3 separate regions of the Ovis aries genome follow, and all the other regions are linked to region 1. Evidence: chromatin contacts called from public Hi-C data. All regions are on one chromosome and are shown on one strand. Each heading gives the region's core, a stretch centred on a gene start, on an enhancer-like site or on the middle of the called end of the contact. The rest is flanking DNA. Distances are from core to core; before and after follow the strand shown. Region 1 holds the start of KNL1 (kinetochore scaffold 1). Region 2 holds the start of VPS18 (VPS18 core subunit of CORVET and HOPS complexes). Region 3 holds the start of GCHFR (GTP cyclohydrolase I feedback regulator).

Evidence for each region. A called contact is a pair of places that touch in the nucleus more often than the background predicts.
Region 2: a contact with region 1 is called in a Hi-C map of tail adipose tissue, with 4 times the contacts expected there. The contact joins the promoter of VPS18 here to the promoter of KNL1 in region 1. A contact is called at or near these places in 3 of 16 Hi-C or Micro-C datasets (blood, hypothalamus and tail adipose tissue).
Region 3: a contact with region 1 is called in a Hi-C map of liver, with 2.6 times the contacts expected there. The contact joins the promoter of GCHFR here to the promoter of KNL1 in region 1. A contact is called at or near these places in 6 of 16 Hi-C or Micro-C datasets (blood, hypothalamus, liver and 3 more).

The regions. Positions count from the first base shown.
Region 1 is chr7:34,382,505-34,385,360 of ARS-UI_Ramb_v3.0, forward strand. It overlaps KNL1 (kinetochore scaffold 1), which reads left to right and starts at 1,481. Exons shown (of 27, transcript XM_012181202.5): 1 at 1,481-1,739. TRNAS-GCU (transfer RNA serine (anticodon GCU)) reads right to left here and starts at 1,154; the gene lies at 1,073-1,154.
Region 2 is chr7:34,632,129-34,634,984 of ARS-UI_Ramb_v3.0, forward strand. VPS18 (VPS18 core subunit of CORVET and HOPS complexes) reads left to right here and starts at 1,353. Exons shown (of 5, transcript XM_004010456.6): 1 at 1,353-1,757; 2 at 2,833-2,856. The coding sequence starts at 1,667.
Region 3 is chr7:34,517,870-34,520,725 of ARS-UI_Ramb_v3.0, forward strand. It overlaps GCHFR (GTP cyclohydrolase I feedback regulator), which reads left to right and starts at 1,340. Exons shown (of 3, transcript XM_004010451.5): 1 at 1,340-1,488. The coding sequence starts at 1,453.

The sequences.
Region 1 (2,856 bases), core at 231-2,730:
ATTGGATTGATGTGGGAGAAGTCAGTAGAGCCTGATTTCCACTCCTGGAGCTGAAGATACCTGCCCAGTGTCAGGTTCTGGGGTACCATTCAGTGCGGAGAGAATGTGTAAACCATGACCGCAAAGGATTGGTGAGCGCTTTTTACTAATTTCCAGCACCATATAGGGTGGTGGTGAAGGGCCACCAGAGTTTGACAGACAAATAAATGCCTTTTCTGGAAGTACAAAAGCTGTATAACCTTGGACAAGTTTATCTTTCAGTTTCCTCATCTGTAAAATGGAGTAATAAACATGTCTGTTGTGATCACAGTGTTATTGTGAATTGTGAATTAAAGTGCTGTAATTCATTGTGGTGCCTGTAGATAAATACTGGATAAATGACGGTTGTTAAAATGTGAGTTGAAAGACTGCCTGGTGACCCTTCAGGAGGAGAATCTCTATTCTTTTCCTACTCCCTCTCTGCTTAAATCCAAGAGAAGAATTAAAACTTTCTCCTCTGGGAAGGCAGCTATGTCTTCACCTCTCTGACTTCCAGATAACTACCAAGTTTCCAAGTGCTGTCAACATCTTTTTTTTAACGTCGAGTACTTTTCCTGAGCACCTGCAGCCTCCTGGGGACTGAAAGAGAACCCTGAACACTGAGTCTCACGGTAGCTTTTGAAGTAAAATCTGATATTTCATAGTAACGACAGGTATGAAAAACGCTGGGGTTAGAGTCCACAATAACCGAAGTTCCTCAGTCAGGAGCTGGGTTAATTAATACCGAGCAGACCACCACTAGAACATATGTAAATAGCGATAATCGTGGGATTCTATGCACTGTTTTTTGCTACATTAAAAATACACTAAATGCATTATTTAATTAAACACTGATTCCCCAAAAATGTCTCTTTCCCTCCTTTTTCTTTATACGTGAGGTCAGAATGTTCCAAAAGCTGTCTAAAGAGTAAAACCGGAGGTTTCAAAGTCGACTAGTAAATCATACTTGCAATGAATAAGCAACTGTTTCCATTCCGCAAGGAAATTCACCGTCATCGGTTCAAATCAGTGGCGAAAAAATAAAACCTTCGCTCGACGAGGATGGGATTCGAACCCACGCGTGCAGAGCACAATGGATTAGCAGTCCATCGCCTTAACCACTCGGCCACCTCGTCCCAGAAGCCTACTCCTTCCTGGTAGCTATAGGGAGTAAAACTAGGGGGATGTGACGTAATGGAATGGGAGCCGCCATTTTGTACGGAAGCAAAGCTCCGATCTTTTTTACAGCAAGAAATAAAAAGAAGATGGCCGCTCCCATGCAGTGAGGAATCTGCAGTGGGGAGGAATAAAGGAAAATTCCGTAGAAAATGAGATAACCTTGGAAGAAATAAAATTGGCATACTAACTGGGAAAAAACTTTGACTGAAGAAATCTTAGGGAGGGTCCGCCGCCTAAGGGGCGGGGCCGACGCGTTGGGCGGCTTTGCGCCTGCGCTTTAGCTAGGCGGTTAGATTTGAATGCTTTAGAGAGTCCTCTGGGCGTCGTGAGGAGACGGGAAGGGGTGGGGGTGAGCTGTGTGAGGAGCGTGCGGACCACAAACAAGTCTGAGGAGAGTTTGTGAAGCCCTTGGGCCGCGGCGGGTAACTTTAGTCCTGGTCTTCGCCCGCGGGAATTAGGTTTTGATAGAGCGGACTCAAGGCCCCACGCTGGGAGGAGAGGGACGCGCCTACAGCCAGGCTGCCGCAGAACTGTGGGCTCAGGTACGGACGCTTCTCCCCCGGTGCAGGACTCGCTCTTTTCTCACCTCGGCCTACACTTGTGCCGCCTCTCGCCCCCCTAGCAGTCTCCATCCACACCTGGGCCCCACGGGCGGCCCTGGGTCGCTGGCCCGCGGCTCTCTCCGCGTCCCGCCCCGCCATCTTCTGTCAGGGCTCCAGGACTGCCCCTAGCACCTACCTCCTTTTCCCTTCTTTGGGGAACTCACGGGTGTTTGCATTTCTTAGTCTTTTCTTAGCTATAAATGAAGTAACAGAAATGTGATTTTGAACTCTCGGTTTATGGTTTATTTACAGTGTCTGATCTGAGTGCTAGCGGCACTGAGCAGATTTTGAGTTTTCTGGGGCTGCCGTCTATGGGGTCGCACAGAGTCGGACACGACTGAAGCGACTTAGCAGCAGCAGCAGCAGCGGATGTAATAACATAAATAAAGCCAGTATTAGTACGCCACAAATAAGTTTTTAAAAAAATCCTCGGTGCGTTATTAAGCCAGAGTTAAGGAGTCTTTTCTTGCTGTTTGTCTCAATAGTAGAGTTTAAGAAAAAAGTTCTAAAAATATGTTTTGTCGATTGGAATCTTAAAGATCGGTTTATAGAGATATGACAGAGAAGACCAAAGCAGAGCTTACTTTAGGTATTAAGGTTGAAGTTTTCAGTTGAATTGGATCAGTCTAATTCCTCAGATCTGTATTGGATTCCTTGTCTTGTGCTCGGGCAGGGAGCAGAAGATTCAGTCCTTCATCTAAAATTTACAGTCCAGAAAGGGAAGGAATTGATATACACAGATAACTATAAAGCAAGACACTGTAAAGGATTACAGGACATTCTAAAGGAATGTGGGAACACAGACCAGCTTATTTGATGCTTTTTGGCAATGGAGTCTAGAGGAGGCTTCTTGGAGAAAGTGGTATTTGAGGTGGAACTTGAAGGAAAGAGTGGTTTGAGATGTGAATTTAACGTACTGTAAAGGTTGGGTTCCAAGTGGTATGGTTTTTCTTGACAATGTGAATGGCTGGAAATGTTTACAAGGTGACAAGTAGATGTAAACTGAGTGAAAAATACTTGGAGTGGTAATATTAATGATGTGTTTGATGCTAAGTAA
Region 2 (2,856 bases), core at 103-2,602, 250 kb after region 1:
GCTTCCCTGATGGCTCAGACCATAAAGAATCTGCCTGCAATGCAGGAGACCTGGGTTTAATCCCTGGGTTGGGAAGATCCCCTGGAGAAAGGAACAGCTATACCCACTCAAGTATACTGGCCTGGAGAATTCCCTGGACAGAGGAGACTGACAGGCTACAGTCCACGGGGTCACAAAGAGTAGAAGAGCGACTTTCACCTCACAATCAGCATTAACTACCTATTTATGGGTCTATAGTCCCTCTGGATTATGATCTTTCAGGACGGTTGTTGTACTTATCTCTGTGACCCCAGCACCTAACTCAAGTCCAGGAAGAGAGTAAGTGCTCAACACGGAGGAGCCACTGCGAACCAGAGACGAGACTAGCTTCCTGCTGGCCGAGCCACCATCTCTGCCACTTTCTGGAAACGGGTGGCTCCCTGGACGTGGGAGAAGAGAGGCCAGGACTGCCTCCCTGTGCGTGTGAAGGGAGGATTTAGGTGACGTTTAGATTGAAGAAAGGAATGTTCTCCTGGGGACCTATTGTGTGTGTTAGTCGCTTAGTCGTGTCCGACTCTTTGCTACCTCACGGACTGCAGCCCTCCAGGCTCCTCTGTCCATGGAATTCCCCAGGCAAGAGTACTGGAGTGGGTAGTCTTTTCCTTCACTGGGGACCTAGGGCAATGGGCTATTTTTAAACGTGCGAGCGGGAGCTGACCAGAGGTTGAGTGGTCTTCTGCGGGAGGGAAGCCTGGGCGTGAAAAATGCTGGGGACCTTCTCAGAGGCTGAGGCTGGATTGCGCTGGGCGGGTCTGGAAAGGCGACAGAGAAAGCCAGGGTTGCCTCCTGGTGTCAAAGTCTAGAACTGCAGCAGAGTCCAGGAGGGTGGGGCTTGTGTTCAGCGGGACCCATCCACCACCTAGGAGCTTCCTTGGTAGCTCAATCGGTAAAGAAACTGCCTGAAGTGCAGGAGACCTGGGTTCAATCCCTGGGTCAGGAAGATCCCCTGGAGAAGGAAATGGCAACCCACTCCAGTATCCTTGCCTGGAGAATCCCATGGACAGAGGAGCCTGGCGGGGTACATACAGTCCATGGGGTCGCAAGAGTCGAACATGGTTTAATGACTAAACCACCGCCACCAGCTCGGACTATCCCCAACAGAGAACGGAGCACTCCTCCGCTGGAGCGCCAGCTAGGCCCATAGCCCCGCCCGTCCACCACCCGACCCCGCCCCTACCACCATCCGGCCCCGCCCACCGCAGATCTCACCGCACCTCCCAAGGGCCGGCTCCGCGACGTTCCTGCGCCAGCAAACGTGGGCCTCTGAGAACCCGGAAGTTACGTTATAGGCGTGCGTCCCAGGGGCGGGAGTCAGCTGAGCTGCTCGGGCGAGGTTGGGATCACCTGAGATCGGCTAGGGGGAACAGGTGCTCTCTTGGGGGCGTGAGTTGGGTGCAGGACTGCGCCAAATTCAAGGAGGCGGGCTCTCCGATCTTCTCACTCTATAAGGCGAGAGTGAAAAGATTCTCAGGATTTTAAAGAGGAGGAGTTGGCGGTGGCCGATTGCCAGGATCTGTCAGATTCCTGTCGAGGCTGGGGAGTCGCAGCTTCCAATCCGGGGAGACGGGGATCCCTGGGGGGAGCCCTGTTGTAATCCCTGGGACGGAGGACCCAGAGGCCGGGCACCATGGCGTCTATCCTGGATGAATACGAGGACTCCCTGTCCCGCTCGACCGTCTTGCAGCCCGGCTGCCCCAGCGTGGGCATCCCCCACTCGGGTAAGGGAAGTGAGGGCGCCGCTGCACCTCTCGGCTCTCCTGGCATCTGCATGGGAGGAGCGGAGCGGGTGGCTCCAGGAGCTCGGGTTCACCTCCTGGACCTGCTGTCTGGATTTAGGCCCTTGGTTCTCCTCAGGTTCTTATGGCCTCCAGGCGGTGGATGGTCGAAGTTTGAAAGAGCAGCAAGCACAGCCGCGTGATCTAGGCCATGCCACTAGAGTCCTTCTAAGAGGGAACTGGGACTCAGATAAGGAAGTGACTTGCTTAGAGGGCAGCAGTTGGGAAAACTGACAATAGGTTCAGATGAGAATAGGCTTCATCTGATTCAGTGTTTTTCCCATCAGTCCCCTTCTGGAGGTAAGAGAAAGAATGAGTAAAGAACTGGTGAAAGGGGACTGTTGTAGGGGAAGGAGGGATGAGCCTAGAGGGAACTCTGTCACTGAACAGGGGAAAATGAAGTATCTTAAGCTTTTGGTAGAGCTGTTTGCAGCTGGATGGTGAGGGGAAGTTTTTGTAGAAAGTAGTACAGAGTTGGCAGAGGCATCTGAAGTGCAGGAATATTTTGAGTAGTGATAGAGAAATGAAAGTAAAGGCTAGAGAGAAAGTACCAGCAGTTTGTTAACCAACTGATTGGAAGGGTTTCTCAGGGATCCCTCTGCCCTCATTCTTCTGGAGACTCATTGAGAGCATTATTGCATGGGCAGGGAGGAGGGAAGAAAGTGGAACTAGACTTTAGTTGAGCTGGGATTGCTTGGCCAAAGACTAATAAGGGAGAACACTCAAACTTTCCCTCATTACCACCAGGAGCAGGTACATAGTGGTGTAATAGCATCCCAAGAGTTCAAAGAATCAACCCCTTACTGCTTTCAGAGGTGTGGGAAGAGCCCGGAACCTATAATGTAGCATAGGACTAATGTAGAGGTGATTAGTAAAGTGCTTGATATATTGATATTTAAAGTGTCACTAACCAACATCCTGGGGTAGGAATATGTTAGAAGAAGGTGGAGAGGAGCAATCTGCCTCTTCTTGCCCTTCCTCTGTTTCATAGTTAACCTTTCCTTTGCTCCTTGCCTAGGATATGTGAATGCCCAGCTAGAGA
Region 3 (2,856 bases), core at 90-2,589, 140 kb after region 1:
AATAGGGAAAGAGAGTACAGAAAAATAGATCAGACCAGGAAGGATCCTTTAGGGTTGTCTAGCTTCTAAGTCGTGTCTGATTCTTTTGTGACCCCACGGGCTTATCCCCCAGGCTCCTCTCTCCATGGGATTTCCCAGGCAAGAATACTGGAGTGGGTTGCCATTCCCTTCTCCAGGGGAAATTCTCAACCCAGAGGTTGAATCCGAGCCTCCTGCACCTCCTGCATTGGCAGGCAGATTCCTTACCACTTCCCTGAGCTATCAGGGAAGCTCCTTCTTTAGGGTTACAACTTGCTATTTATCCCTTGTATTTCTCTCATCGGTCAAAGTGCTGGAGGCACAGAGAGAGCCCTGTATGTGCCCTTCAGTGAAGCGAAGATTTTTCAAGAGTCCAGGAGGGAAGGTTACAGTTTGCCTTTGTTTTGCTTTTCTTTTTTCAAAAACCAATCACAACAAGGCAGATGTCACAACAAGGCAGATGAAGAATGCTGTCAGATTTTGATACATCCAGATGAGGGCGTGAACACGTGGAGGTGAACTCGCCGCTCTCTTCGGTGGTTGGTTCGGGGAAGTTTCTTTTGTCCCAGGTGTTGCCTTGTGGTTTCCTGCACGTGTGTGGTGTCTGTCCAGCTTCATGGAAAGCTCTCTGAACGGCCAGATTCCATTGGTTTCAGTCTCTCTAGGCCTGGCACTCAGCAAAGTGCTCAGTTCTCTTACATACTTACCTACAAGGCCACAGAAATGCAAAGTTCCTCCGCTGTACTAGGAACTACAGTCGGGGAGGCAGGAATGCGCAGTGCACCGAGTGGGTCTCCTGCCTGTCTTCTGTGCGCTTAAGGAATCTCCGGAGAACTTGTCTTCGGTCGGGAAGTAGGGATCCGATAAACGTTTTAGAGGAGTCTTTGGGTGAGGTGGGCAGAAGCTTGGGAGACCTCAGTGGGGTCGCCCTTTGCTTCCTGTTGGGCTTCACAGGGGCTGGGACGGGGATCCGCAGGACTTTGGAACCTGTTACTGGAGGTGTTGCAATAACGGGGTGCAAGGTCAACACGCGCGCTGGGCGCCACGGCCCAACGCAGCCAGCAGAGAGAGCTCGGGGGCCGCTCCCAGCTCCGGCGCACCGGTGCGGGAGCGATCCCCCCACTACCCAACAGAGGTCCCTCCTCGCGGCCGGACGACCCTCGGAAGCGGTGGGTGACAACACAGGGTCCCAGTGAGCTGCCCCAGGGCTGGGGCGGGTCTTGAATCACCGAGCTCCAGGCGCGTCAAGGGCGCCCGCTCCTGATTGGCCGGTCGAGGGGCTTACGGACCAGGAGCTCAGGGACTGGCGCAACCGGAGGCCAGAGTCGGAGTAACTGGACTCCAGGCGGCTGGTCGCAGTCCCGGAGCCTGAAGGGCTGGCGTCGGCGCCCGACCTAAAGTCCAGGGAAGGAGCCTGGCCGGGACGCGCGCACCATGCCCTACCTGCTCATCAGCACCCAGATACGCATGGTGAGTACCCGCTGCCCGTCCCTGGGAGTTGGCTTTGGGCCCCGGGCGGGGGGACGTTGCCGGCCGCACCTTGGCGCCTCCGTCCCGGGCGACGCCTGCGGGTGCCGGGACGCGGAAGCCGCCTGGGACACGCCCCCGCGGGCGGCGGAGGCGGTTGGAACTCGGACCCTGCCTGGATCCAGGGACTAGGGAGCTCCGGCGGCCGGGCCCTTCCGGCCGCCGGGCCCCTCCAGCGCCGGGAAAGGGGACTACGTGCGTGCGTCCCCGCCACCCAGGAGTTCCGGGCGCCTGCGGCTCAGGTCCTAGCTGCCTGCGGGAGGTCGAAACCTCTGAGAGACTCAGAGAGTCCTGCTCTCTCAAGCGCAGCAACCATTGCCCTACACAGAGCCGCTCCGCCGGGCAATGGGGGGTGGGAGGAATGGACGAACCTAAGGAAAAGAGGTTTGAAAAAGAAAAGGATGTGCTACGACACTGAGACAGTGGCCCGCCTACAGCTACGATCTGCGCCCTTAGGCATTCCAGGAAGAGCTCTTCTGAGACCTTAGAAAAGAAAGAAGAAAGAACCCGGACATGACCAGGAGGGTTAGAGGTGTGAGAACATCCATTCAAAGTAAAGCCACGCCCCTTTCCCTGGGCACAGTTTCCTCTGCAAAAAGAAAGGTGCTGACTGTACAGAATGTGACTGGGTCCCCAACCTGGGCAGCAGGACGCTCGTCTGCCCCCTACCTCTCCAGTGCTCCGGTGATCCATCTGGACGTGCATGGTTCCCTAGAGATGCAGGAAATAGCAGATGAGCTCTCCACTGGATGGGAGAAGTCTTGGCAGTGGTTTAAGAGTCAGCCAGCTGTGCAGATGGTAAAATGTAGACTCCTGGGTCCCTTCCCAGATCTCCGGAAGCACTCTGTAAGCCTGGAGTTTGGGAATTCAGTGCTTCTGAAGCCATTTTTTAAACTAGCAGTTTCACTGGTATATGATATATATAACCACAGAAGTCACGAATTTAAAGTGTACAGTTCAACAGGATTGGGTTTTGGTTTGTTTTGGCTTATTCAGAATTGTTCAACCATGACCATAAACTATTTTAGAACATTTAGAACAATTTTCGTCACCTTAAATAGAAACCCTATACCCAAACCCTGAACCTTAGCTGTCACTCATTTCCCCTGGGCCCCTCAGCCCTAGGTAACCACTCGCCTACTTTTCATCATAATATATGGTCTTTGGCCTCTTTCACTTACATGATGTTTTCAAGGTTCATCCATACTGTAGCATGCATCAGTACTCATCCCTCTTTATTGTCAAATAAATTTCCACTGAAAGGCTATATCACATTTCATTTATCCACTCATCAGTTGACAAACATTTCAG